Linked DNA regions of Gossypium hirsutum: regions 1, 2 and 3 are each linked to region 4. Evidence: chromatin contacts called from public Hi-C data. All regions are on one chromosome and are shown on one strand. The core of a region is the stretch at or near the end of the contact, and the rest is flanking DNA. Distances in the headings are between cores, read along the strand shown.

Region 1 (3,512 bases), core at 598-3,097, 140 kb after region 4:
GTTTTTTGTGGGATTACACACTGAGTTTACGTAAACTCACCCCTCTCTGTTAATGCGCACAGGTAATCCCCAAACTTGACAGATCGGTGCAGCGGAGGACCTGACAATGGCCACACGTATTTTACACTATTTTAAATTTTAATTTTGGTAATTATTTCTTAATTATTTTCTGGGTTATTTTTTATGTAAATTGGACTTTTTAGACTGGTTGCTTTTATTTTGGATTTTAGACTGTTTTCGTGGATTCAATAACTGCACAAACTCAACGAACAAATGGCTTTCTCTAAAACTAAGGGGTTTTCCTAAGACGAACAATTTTACCTAATTAACTTTGTTTTTCATAAAATAAATGATTTTTAAAGCTTCCGCAACGAGCTGTGTTTTAAAACAATCGATTAAATAAGTAAGCAATTTTAAAATCATCAAGAGTAAATAAATGAAAACAGTTTTATTGTAACACTATCATGTGACATCACCAGATTCGCTCATAACGTCTAGGCCGAGTTTAGGGTGATTTAACTTTATTAACCTGTACATTAAGAATCTTTAATAATGAATGAGGTTTTAACTCATTACTTTTATAAATATTTAAAGGTTATAAACATTCAATACAACATAAATAAATGAAGCTTATTTAATTGATTCATTAACACATACATTAAACATCTTTAATAATGATTTTAACTCATTACTTTCATAAATTTTTAAAAATTATAGACATCCATTTAATATATTTACAACAAAAATAATATTCTCAAAATACCTTAAATTCGCACCGCTTCAACACTTATCCAATCAATACGCGAATTGCAAACATAAGACACATTTCAAGATCAAGCTTCCACTATTCATATAGTATTTTAAAAATTTTATACTATACATTATTAGAATACAATTTTTTTATAAGGTTTAAAAACTTTTAAAAATTATGATTTAATATGTTTAAATTTATTTTGACATTATTAATTAATTTTAAAAATTATTAAATAATTTATATTTTAATTAAGATACATAAGCTTTGCATAGAAGTAAAAAGCTAGTTTAATATATAATATAGTATATATTTTAAGGGTAAATTATACCCAATGTTATTAAACTGTTAGTAAATTTATGTTTCAGTTACTTAATTTTAAAATGTTACAATATAGTCTCAAAGGTTTTTATTTAAATTATTGAACTATTCAAAATTTTTTATTCAAATCACTAGGCAGTTTTTTTAAAAGTTCCACTAGTGAGTTCTAAGTGATGATTTGATGATGAATACAATGTATCAGTACCTGTCAGTGAGTAGAAGAACATATCTTAGATCCAAGTGAATTTGGCGGTTAGTGTCGGAAATTAGAGAAGAAAATTGTTTAGATTTTAATTCGTAGATTTATTATATTCGAAGCTATGTCATGAAATGAAAATTGAATTGCAGAAAAAAAAGTTTCTGATTAGTACAAGTGATATGAATAGAAAAAGTCATATTATAGTAATACTAACAACCTAATTAAATAATATTTTTGAATAGTTCAATAAATTTTATAATTTTTTTAAAATTAAATGATTAAAATATAAACTTACTAATAATTTAATAACTTTAAATATAATTTACCTATTTTAAAAAAATACATAAAATAGAATAATAACCGTAAAGAAAAACATTTAAAATAGTATTGGAGCACGATAGTGGTGTCGATGACGAAAATGACTACGCCTCCTGTTGCAGATCTTCATGTTTAAATTAGTGTTGGACCATTTGTGGTTTTAAAAAAAAAAATCAAAACAGTAATGATGGGCGCGGGTGGACCCGGATGTGGGGAATTGGGGATTGGGGGCACGTCCTCACCCACTTACACTTAACGAGGACATGATGACCGTTAAGCTGACATAACGTGTACGGCCATGATTGATCTTCAGAGTATGACCTGCAGAATAACAAACTCCGCTTTGCTTTTTAGTGTTTTTCCTTTATTTAAAGTCTTGAAATTTCGAGCCATCCCCTTCACCAAAATACTAACGCACGAAGTACCTTTTCTTTTTTTATTTAAGTTTAAAAGAAAAAGATATTTTTGGTTTTTTCATGTTTGCTTTTGTTTTTCCTCTCTCTTTTGCTCAGATTTTTTTTGTAATGAAATCAATGCTCAACACGTGATTGTGGTTTTTTTTTAACTATTAATGTTTTCTTTTCTTTTAAATTTTTTTATGTATTTAAAATATTAAAATTTTTAATACAATACTTACAATTATTTATAATTCTTTTTTAATTAAAAAATAAATTTGTTATAACACGTTTAAACTCATATCTTTTTGTATTGATAATAATATTGATGTCAATCGAGTTAAGACTAGATCTGTCTATGGATCGAACCACCCGATCCGCTTAAAAAATGAGAGAGATTGAATAAAAATATTGGCCCGAAAAATAGTCTTGTACAGAAAATAAGACTTATTTAGAAAATGAGATCAGGCCTCAGGTAAGATTTTTTGGCTCAGGTTGGACTCGACCCAAATTTGCAAAAAAAAAATTATTGTTTTGTTGTCATTTTATTATTATGTTGCTACTATTTTGTTGTTATTATTGGATATTGTATAACTTTTGTTTTATTATTAACTTTACTATTATTTTAGAGGCATTTACTTGTTAAGTTGTACTTATTTTTAATTTATTGGGAAACATTCATTTTAATTTTTTAGTGTTTTTGATGATTATTTTTTTTATTTTTCATATAAAAATAATATAAAAAAATTTCAATACGGACCAGTCGAGTTGGGCTTGAGTTTTAGTATTTTTATTCGAGTCGGGTTTTGGTAAAATTTTAGGCCCATATATTGAGTTGGGCCTACAATTTTGTTAAGGTCCGGTCCGACTCATGGACACCTTTAGCTAAAACTCAATTAGCAAATTTTCAAATTCTTTTAAATTTTAATATGGATGGATCGGGTTGGGCCCGAGTTTTAGTATTTTTATCCGAGTCAGACCTATCAAACAGGCCTAAAATTTTATTAGGACCCGACCAGCGCATGGATACCTTTAGCCAAGAGTCAATTAGGAAATTTTTAGATTCTTTTAAATTTTATTTAATTTAATTATTATATATAAGGTATGTGTTTTATTTTAAAATGATTTATCCACACTTTCAAAAGACAAATAATCCCTCCATGTGTTTATTCCGAAATTGTTATTAGATATGTATGATGTACTCCACAAATTAGAAAAAAAAATTATTTTTAAAATTACAATGATTCTAATTAATTAACTAAAATAAATATAAAAGAATTTGAATCACGTCTTATTATTGAGTGAAGATGTGATATATATTTAAAGAATGAATCTAGATGTTAAATTGTATATGAGTTATTTTATTTTTAAATTATGTATATAAATATCTAAATTTGATATTTTAGATACTGTTTCAGACCTATTGCTGATATTAAGTAACACTGTAAAATTTGAATAAATTTTTTATGATATTATGCATGGATCACATACATCATGGTGAATTCTTCAGAAAAAAATTGTGTTTTTC
Region 2 (3,079 bases), core at 405-2,904, 160 kb after region 4:
GGCATTACACGAGGGGTAAAGAAGGAAAAAAAAAACATAAATAAAACCACTGTCAAAAGGCTAACGGAGGATCCGACCCGAACAAATCCCCGATGTCTTGGAAATGATCATCTACATATTGCCAGCTCGAGAAGGTACCAAACCCGAATTCGAAATCCCCACCCGAACTCAAATACCCGTAACCAAAATCATCTTTCAAAAACCCTTCGTGTAAACTTGTATGATCGTCGAACAAACTCGGCACTGAACTGAATATGTCGCCGGCGAACAAGGATGAATGTTCGGAGAAATCCGATAAGTTTTCTCCCGATATGCAGCAAGAATCGTCGGGGACGTCTCGAGGTCGGTTTCTGGTTTCGCGCGATTTTTCGAAGCTTTGAGAATCGACTTCGTCGATGGAAAGCGAAGGGCAACGGAGAACGGAAGTCGGAGAGCAAAGGTAACTGTTGTGTGATTCTTCGCCGGAGTTGTAATCGGAACTGGATAACTGTTTTTGGCTGATGTTTTCGTCTTTCATCGGAGGAGTTGTAAAGTTGGTGAGGGCGTCGTGTCCACGTAGCTGAATAGCCGCTTTGTCGTAAACCATTGCTGCTTCTTCGGCGGTGTTATAGGTACCTAACCATAACCGCACACGTCTTAACGGGTCTCTTATCTCCGCTGCCCATTTTCCCCAAGGTCGTTGCCTTACCCCTCTAAACTTCTTCCCCGCCGGTACTTTCGCCGCCGCTTTAACTTTTAACTTCTCCGCCGCCGGCTTTTTTCGAACACACCTCGACTCTGTGGGATTTGTTGACTCAATGGTAATCTCGTTGACGAACTTCTTGACTCTGTTCCTAGAACGGCGTCGTATCATTCGTGTTTCTTCTTCATCGTCGCTAGAAGAATCAGTAGCATCAGCATCAGTAACTGAAATTCGTACAATTCGAGGCTTCATTTCTGGCTTATTCTCGACTCTTCCATTTACCAATGGCGAAAGGAGCTTAGTTTCATTGCGGTGCTCAGTGTATTTGATTAAAGAAACTGAACAAGGATCCATTTTCTCTGGGTTTTTCTGGGTTTTTTTTTTGTTTGTGGTTTTAAGTAAGAGTATGAAGTGAAATAAAAAGGAAGATCAAAAGGAAAGAGATTCCTTTGGGCTTTGAGAGTCGAGACGCGAGGAGAATAAAGGGAAAGCTGAAGAACTAAAAGAAAGAAAGAAAGAACAAACACGTTAAAGAGAAGCTTGAAACGAAGAGAAATCCACCATTAATCTCTTCATCAAAAAGTTCATCAAACGACGAGAAAACCAAGAGTGAGCCAAAAAAGATGAAATTTTTGTGAGCAAAAAAGTCGCAGAGTTAAAAAAAAAAATACCAAACGCAAGCAAATGGCTTTTGTGGAAAAAGGGATAGAGAATAAATATCTCTCTCAGAAAAAAAAAAAACCAGTGCTTTTCACAGTCACCTAACTGAGAGCATAAATTAGCTATTTTTTGGTAACTTTGGAATCTACGTCTTAAAAGAAATAAAGAACCCAAGTTGATTTTTGAGGATACTTGGTCCAGAAAAGTAAAAAGAAAGAAGAAATGTTATGGAGAGGGACCAGAAAATTTGATAAGAAAGAAGAGTGCAGCAGAGCTAAAATATGAAAACAGAGTATTCAACTTGTCTGTATATATATTCCACTAATCAAGTTGGGTTTTTTAATTGAAGGTAACTCATTTTGATTATATAAGTTAAACAAAAGAGAATTTTTAGCAGACAATTATATAATAATAATCGTTGGGTTCATTTGCCGTTTTCGTTTGATTTTCGGGTTTGGATTATTTCTCAACTATTAGTGTTTAGACAGATATGTATGGTGTAATCCAGTTTGTTGATATTGATGAAAATTTTTGTAATTATTTCTCCCAAAGGTTAATGAAAACACTACGAATAAAAACAATGACCAGTCATAATAATGGTTACGTCTTAACTTAATCATCATTATTAGCTATTAAATTTTGTATTCCAAACTGGCCATTCACGTTTCAATTGTAATACTAGCTTAGTTAATATTAATACTGTTGTTAATATAAGAGGATAAGAGTTTAAATGCGCTCAACCACTTTTATCTTCTTATTTAAAAGGATTATGAATAATTTTAAATATTTTATATAAAAAGTAATTACAGATTTCAAAATCTACTTAAACAATAATTGTGTTCTTCAAATTGATTTTTTCAGAAATTAATTGAAAAATTGTATTGTAATGAAATTTGATGGAAGTATCTATTGAAGCCATAATTGATGTATGAAATATACCTTTCTTTGAATAGATGAAAAGGAAGTAACATGCCTAACTACACACATTTTTTGAATTTTCAAATAAGCTATTATGCCATTTTTCAAGATAAATTTTCACTATAAGGGAAAAAAATATCATCAAACATTCAAATGTCAGAATACTAATTATCCATCAATTTTCAAACATTATTCATGAGGGTTTTTCTTTTTTTTCTAATTTGGCCCCTTGTTTCCTTTTATGCTTGTTAGGTTTCTTTTCTACTGTGTTTCTATCGATGTCAACTCTTAAAGCTCTATGAGTCTAATAGCTAGATTAATACCGGCGTCCTTAGGTTTTCTTCATTTTTCATGTGAGGGTTCATGGTGGCTTTTGACACTTTGTTTAGAGCCTGATTGCGACATCCGACATGGCATCCCATACTCAAGGTGTACATGTTGAAGGTGCAATGATGTTGCCTAGCCTTATGTTACTTGGTGCTCTCTCTCTCTCTCCCCTCCTCCTATTGGTGGTAGGCGCTAGAGTTGTTCATGGGGTCGGACACCTGACTTGACCTACTCAAAAAATAAGATGTTCTGGGTAAAAATATAAGATCAAAAAATGGGCTAAGGTAAAAAAAAAAGGTCTGTTTAGAAAATGGGTCGAGCCTTGGGTAAGGTTTTTGGCCCGGCCTTGGTCCGTATTTACAATTAAAAACCGCTTACTGTTTTGCTGCTATTTTCCCACCTTTTGCCACCATTTCACTATTATGTTGCTATTATTGTGTTGTTAATGTTTGAATATTATATAACACTAGTTTTATCGTTAATTTTACTACT
Region 3 (3,484 bases), core at 380-2,879, 210 kb before region 4:
TTAAAAACTTCCATAGATGTCTACAATGTAGAATGTTAAATCTCACAAATCACAATAAAAGAAATAAGATATTTGCAATCACATTACCAGAAAAATAAAAAGAGTCAAAATGATAGCCTAGTTAGATGACACTTACCATTTCCTGGGACTCGCAAACACGCAGCAAACCGTTTATTCTTGTCCATACACATATTAGAAGGATCACATTCTTCACCCCGAAAACCATCTTTCCATGTTGGTGGTGGTGGTGGCATAACCAACTTCTGGGTCTTGTCTTTCTCGGACTTAACTTCCTTATGATCTTCACTATCATCGGGTTTTTCCTTTTCTTCACCATCCATCTTTTCTTTGGCTTCAATATTTGACTTTTCCTGATCCTTTGGCACATTGTTACCTTCTATCTCACCATCTGTATTCCCTTTGTTATCATGTTTTGATTCTTCCAAACCCTTTTGCATGTTATCACCTTCTTTTGCACCATTCGTCTCTCCTCTGGTTTTAAGATTTGATTCTTTCTGACCTTTTTGCTCATTATCACCTTCTTTCGCACCATCTACTGCTCCTTTGGATTCCTGACCCTCCTTATCGCCTTTTCCACCATCTGCCTGTCCTCTGGCTTCAAACTGCGATTCTTCCTTACCCTTTTACTCGTTATCACCTTTTGTATTGTCCACTTTTCCTCCGGCTTCAAACCGCAATTCGTCCTTACCCTTGTGCTCATTATCACCTTTTCCACCATCCGCCTTTCCTCCGGCATCAAAATGTGATTCTTGCTAAGCCTTTTGCACATTATCACCTTCTCCACCATTGGTCTTTCCTCCGGTTTCAACATGTGATTCTTCCCGACCCTTGTGCTCAATATCACCTCCTTGTTCATTGTCTGACTTTCCTTCTGCTTCACTACTTGAATCTTTCCCATCCTTCACCAAATTCTCACCTCCATTTGAACCTGATTGCAGTTTCAAATTACTCTTACTTGTAAAACTCCCAATATCTCATTTTGATCCATTAGTTTGATCTCCTCCATTTCCTTTCAAGTTTTTAATTCCAATTGAATCTGAAACAGATTTAGAATTACCATTTTCTTTCACCGGTTCCACTGTGCCATCTAATTTCTGATTTAAACCAGTCTGTTCATTCCCCTAAAAAGGAAAAATCAATGAGAAATTTTATTTGATCCCATGAATGAAATTAAACAATTTAATCAACATTCTCCGTTTTAAAAAAAAAAACTCACCTTTGGATCAGAACTTGAGCAATCGACAACAACTAGCAGTAGAAAAAATCCCGTCAAAGAAACATAATTTCTTTCCATATTTAACATAAACCCAATTTTTGTGCTAGAATAAGAACCTTTTCATCACAGAATTAATCAAAAGCAACCTCAAAACAGTCTAAATACATATGAAGAAGAAGAAGAGGTTGAAGGTTTCTAACCTTAAAAAGGAGACCTTTTTTTGTACACTAATTTGGACAGCTTCCACATTCACCACTTCCAAACTTGAAATACTTGATTTTTCATCAATATTTTAGAGAAAAAAGAAGAAGCTCAGACATACAAGGGTAGATTAAAAAAAAAAAAGTCAGAATAGGAACTGGGGGAGAAAAAAAAGGGAGACTTTGAACCGAGAAAGGAAACGGTGGCGTTTAGGAGTTATAATATAAACGGAACAGAGTTCCAAGGATATAGGTTGCATAATTGACATTTGTTTTGGATCGCATCGCAAATCTTCTTTTCCTGTTTCTGAAGCAACGTTAATTATTAATAACTTTTTTAATTTACGAATTTTTTTATATTTTTATAGCACGTGTGAACACAAAACCAACAACATTAGTCATGTATCAATATAAGTAAGATATTCAAGTTTAGGTATTAATTATCTTTAAAACAAATTTAGATTTATGCTTTTTTGCATATATAATATAAAAAAAAATTCTAAAATGGTAACCAACTGAATTATTTACGAAAATGGTATATCAGGGATGGTAGAGGGTGGTGCATAGGTGGCACCACCTCTATTTTCAGACTTCTCTAACTGATAGTGAAAAAAACACTTTTTTAATAGGTGAGTATAAATACAAAATAAATATAAAATGAAAATGAACAAAAAGAAAAATCGAAAAAATTGGGTGAAGGGTGGGTGCCAGGCGACACTGGTGAAGCCCTCTTGACAGGTGGCATCGTGTCAACCCTAATTCCCTCGACTACTGCGTCGTGATGGGACGAGACCCTTAAGGTCTTGTGAAATTGGGTTTGTGGGACCTTATAACCATGGTCCCTCAAAGTGAAAAAGAAAAAAAAAGAAAAAAGAAAACAGATTAGATCAAAAGAGAAGAGAATGAGAAGAAGGAAAAAAACAGAAAAAAAGATTTACAAAATAGAGAAGAGCCGGAAAAAAAAACATTTGTTAAGGATTTGAGGTTTGAACAAAAGGATTTTGTTAGAGTTTAGGGTTTGAATAAAAAGGCGATTACAGGGTTTTTTTATTAGGGTATAGAAAAAAAGAATTAAGGGGTTTTTTTTAAGGTTAAAAAGGATTAGAGAGTTTTGTTTAGGGTTTGAAAAAAATATAAAAAAAGATCAAAAGAGAATTTTGTTTAGGATTTTAACAAAAAATATCAAAAAAGGTAATTTTTTAGTATTCATAAAATATTCGTTTAGTTCAGTGTTTATTGTGATTTATAAGTTATAAATGTTAATTTTTGTTGTTTTTGAATTTTTGGACAAATGTTTTTGATTTATTGATAGTTTGATTTTTTTTAAAAATTATTTTTGTAAGGTACTATTTTTGTTTGAAAGAAAGTGTGGAGGTTTGTTTCTGTTATATTTTTTTATTAACATTTTTTTGTTTATTATTAGATGCAAATAATAACATATAGTCCAATTAGGTTTATTTTGTTTTGATAATTTATGTTATTTTAACATAATTTTTTTTATTTTTTATGTAAGTAAAATATAGGACCATTGAGTTAGAATTTATGAGATATTTTTTATTTTGTTAATTACTAAACCAGTATAAATAAGTTTATTATATACTGTTTAGTTTATATAATAATGTTATGTGGACAAAACTGTTTAGTATTTTTGTAATGATATTATTATACTATATTTATTGTAATACTTATTGTATTACATTTAGGTGTTTCGATAATTATTTAAAATGGACCACCTTAGATAATTATCGAAATGTGTTATTCGCAACTCCGTGTTAAGGTGTAACATTTCTGTATTTTAATAATATTTTTCCTATTAGTAGATAAAATGCCCAAATACAAATTAATTACCAAAATGTATTTTTTGCAACAAACTAATTGAACTCATTTTTTTTTTAAAATTGCAGATATCTAAATGAGTTTTTTGGTTAACGGTGATGATCACATATCAAACACGGTTAATGATATGGTAATAAAATTGTTATATGTTACTCATAGGTCCCTTTATAAAAAGTTTCACGTCATTTACAGAATTAAATTAGGTTATATT
Region 4 (3,410 bases), core at 688-3,187:
GGTATTACAGTTCTGGTCACCCAACTTTAAAAAAAAAATCAATTTAGGCACTAATGTTTGAACCTGTTCCTATTTTGGTTACTTGCCATTAAATTGATAACGAAAAGTTTTTTTAACTGGTATAATAACACATTTAGTCCTCATCAATATTATATATTTTTATCAATTTGATCTTAATTCTAAATATTTCAATAAATTTAACCCTTCATATTTACAAATTTTATCAATTTGATCCTCAAACTTCTTAACTAAAATTTTTAGCTTTTAAAATAGAGGCATTCCACATCTATTAATTGTTTTATCTATGGTTGAAATTATCTAAATCGATACATATCCCTTTTTGTTTATATTTTTAAGAAGTTGGTGTTAGAAATTAACTAAACACCATTAAAAATAATAGAAAATACAAATATTAAAAATATAATATATAATAAATTTATATAAATAGTTAAATACTTTTGAAAAATAAGTTTTGACTTTGACTAGCATAATTTTAGTTTTAAATTAATTTGGTATATGATTTGACACTAAATCATATTACTATTAGTGATACATGTTGCTTATTTTAGATTTAAAAATTAAAAATAAATAGAACACATAATAATCTCATAATCAGTTTATAACATTAAAAAAAATTATTATCAATATAATAAAAAGAAATTTAATTAATTCTTTCACATTTTTTTCTTATGAAATATTAAATGTTCATAAATTTTTTTATGCAATTATTGATTGAGCAATTAGATTTTTCAAAGTTATATTTTTTAACTCTAGATTTAATTTTCAATTTCAAAAACCAACTTCGAGGATTATTTCTATATATCTTAAAGGAAATATAATACTGTTAACAATAATAGTAAATCTAAAGTGGCTTTTTTAACGGTTTTTCTATTTTCTTTAGCCAAAATTTTATTGGTTAAAGGGTTATAAAATATTATCTTTAGAAGAAAACTAATGTAAAAAAAAAAGAAAAGAAAAGAATTTAATATAAACTTATTGGTATCAAGAATTGACTTGGAAAACGACTTGTTAGTACTTAGTGGAGAGAAGGTTTATTTATTTATTTATTTATTATATATATAATCTTTTCGGGTTTTGTGATTTTATAGATGTGGAATGACTTTGTTTTAAAATATAAAAACTTTGGTTAGGAAGTTTGAGGATCAAATTGATAGAATTTGTAAATGTGAAGGGTTAAATTTATTAAATTATTTAGAATTAGGATAAATTGATAGAATATGTAAGTATAGAGTACTAAATGTATCATTATACCAATTAAAAAATCTTTTTTATTATCAATTTACAGCATGTGATAAAAACAATAATGAGTTCAAACGTTAATGCTTAAATTGAAAAATTTTAAAGTTAGATGATCAAAACAAAAATATATGCATAGTTCAGTAACTATTTGTGTAGTTTACCTTAAAATTTTTAACATGAAGGATTAATTTACTCTTTAATTTAATGTATAAAAATTAATTCACCTATTTTTTAAAGTAGATAACGTCATCACATTTTCATATTCAGGTAACCGATTTAAAACTAGATAATAGATATAACACCTCTTTTTTGTCTAGTAGTGAAAATATTTATACTATGGCAATATCCATGGGTCAAGCCAATTTGTGCATATCATTTTCGTCTCTTATTTCACATTTTCTTCTTAATTTAAAGAGTTTTTCTTTTAATAATTATTGGAAATTATGATTTTTAATTTTAATTAATTATTAATATATTATATAAAACAAAATAGTGCGAAAGATAAAGACCAATTTATTTAAAATAAAAGAATAGAGACCAAATCAAATAAAAGTGTAAAAATTGGAGGGCTAAAGTTAGAGTATTATACCAAAATAAGGATTTAACAGCTAGCGTAATAAAGGGACTTCTATGTAAGTTTTACCCAAAAAACTTGTAGTGCGCCATATTTGGTTTCGAGTTTGGGCTAAGTACAACCTACTCAAGTATTTAGCCTCAGTAGGGCACCAAAATAAGGACAAATTCCTGAGAGTCTTTTCCTTTTCTGCTTCTTCTTCACGACGCTTTATATCCCTTTTTCTTTGTTTTGTTTTCAATTTCACAAATAATGGCTATTAAGAATGAAATTATTACTTCGACAGATTTGGGTGACAACGAAATTGGGAATATCAGCACTTGGAGCATTCCCAAAATGATTTCTCTTGTAAAATCCACTTTTCGTTCCAACGATTTCGCCATGGTAGAAAAGGAATTTTTGGCGAGAGAGCAGAAATCAAAGCTGGAAATCGAGTCACTGAAACATGCAAAGGATTCATTTTCCTACAAATTCGAAGAAGAGAGGTTGGAAAAAATGGGTTTTGCGGATGATCTGAGGAAATGCAAGAAAGAATTGGAGGACATGAGGGGTGAGGTTTCGAAGTTGCGGGAAGAAAATATGGTTTTGAGGGAAAGAGGAAAGTCTGCTGAGGAAAGGTGTAATAGATTGTCGGAGGAAGTGAAGGGTATGTATGAGAAACAACACGAAATTATAAATTTGAGAAGCAAGAATTGCGAGCTTGAAAATGAGAAAGCCAAAGCTGAATCTGAGTTGGAAATACTGAGGAAGAGATTCGAGGAGTTGGATAAGAGGGTTTTATGTTTAGAGACTGGTTTTAATACTCTACAAGATGAAGATGATTCCAAGAACAACAATAGGATTGGGGGAGAAATTGGGGTTTCCGAAAATGGGAGGCTAAAACCTATTGAAGCTAACGTTTATTCACCAAATGCTGGTAAAAATTCAACATTCCTGAACCTTTTTTTATTTTGTTTTCGTGTTTATATTGTTGTTTGGTTGGTTAAATTCATGCTAGAGTTGATATTCAAGATTGCTATGCATATGAAGGTTTCAGTATCATTTCAGGTTAAGGACTGATGGTGATATTTTTTAGGGTCGGATCCTCAACAAGTCCCAGCGCCTTTTTATTTTTTTTTTAGGGTTGGATTCTCAAAAGGTCTAGTATTCTGTCTCGGGGTTCTATGCTCCGTTTTAGCGTCGAGCTTTTGCCCTGTCCATGAACGGGGCATGGAGACGCCACATGCTGGTGCCAGGAGTCGCAAACAGTGCCAGGAGAAACTTGAGAGTTTTATGGTGTGGTTTGAATTCATTCCCTATCGCATATAGGCATTTATGGGTAAGATGAGTACCACTGGGACAAAATTTTGGGGTTAAAATGGAGTATAGGCGCTCCAAGAATATAATACCGGACTTGTTGAGGGTCCAACCCTCAATAATGCTCTGTATCAAATAATAAATACTGATACTTGTATAGCAGGATAAGCAATTTGCTCTAAAGGTTATGTTCTATTGCAGGAAATTCAAAACATTTAGCCTTTTTTTTTTTCGTACCAATGTGTACTTCATTCACCATGCTTCATGAGAAAATTAGTTC

What was found. Hi-C and Micro-C count contacts between places; a contact is called where the count stands out from the background.
Region 1: a contact with region 4 is called in a Hi-C map of leaf, with 3 times the contacts expected there. The contact joins the enhancer-like site here to the promoter of LOC107952066 in region 4. A contact is called at or near these places in 5 of 34 Hi-C or Micro-C datasets (leaf and petal).
Region 2: a Hi-C map of leaf shows a contact between it and region 4, with 2.7 times the contacts expected there. The contact joins the promoter of LOC107952063 here to the promoter of LOC107952066 in region 4. A contact is called at or near these places in 4 of 34 Hi-C or Micro-C datasets (hypocotyl and leaf).
Region 3: a contact with region 4 is called in a Hi-C map of leaf, with 4 times the contacts expected there. The contact joins the promoter of LOC107952073 here to the promoter of LOC107952066 in region 4. A contact is called at or near these places in 5 of 34 Hi-C or Micro-C datasets (callus and leaf).

What each region holds. Positions count from the first base shown.
Region 1 is chrA02:47,422,069-47,425,580 of Gossypium_hirsutum_v2.1, forward strand. No RefSeq gene overlaps it. Among protein-coding and RNA genes, the nearest start is that of LOC121212583, 16 kb to the right of the region's middle. Within about 2 kb of position 1,848, at least 3 of the 9 cell types and tissues checked have an H3K27ac peak or open chromatin away from gene starts, as enhancers often do. A contact at or near this core is called in leaf, where this site is marked.
Region 2 is chrA02:47,440,993-47,444,071 of Gossypium_hirsutum_v2.1, forward strand. It overlaps LOC107952063 (ethylene-responsive transcription factor CRF1), which reads right to left and starts at 1,655. Exons shown (of 1, transcript XM_016887307.2): 1 at 1-1,655. The coding sequence starts at 1,036. The coding sequence ends at 53.
Region 3 is chrA02:47,068,505-47,071,988 of Gossypium_hirsutum_v2.1, forward strand. LOC107952073 reads right to left here and starts at 1,630. Exons shown (of 4, transcript XM_041085612.1): 1 at 1,438-1,630; 2 at 137-1,130. The coding sequence starts at 458.
Region 4 is chrA02:47,278,139-47,281,548 of Gossypium_hirsutum_v2.1, forward strand. It overlaps LOC107952066, which reads left to right and starts at 1,938. Exons shown (of 2, transcript XM_016887308.2): 1 at 1,938-2,750. The coding sequence starts at 2,087.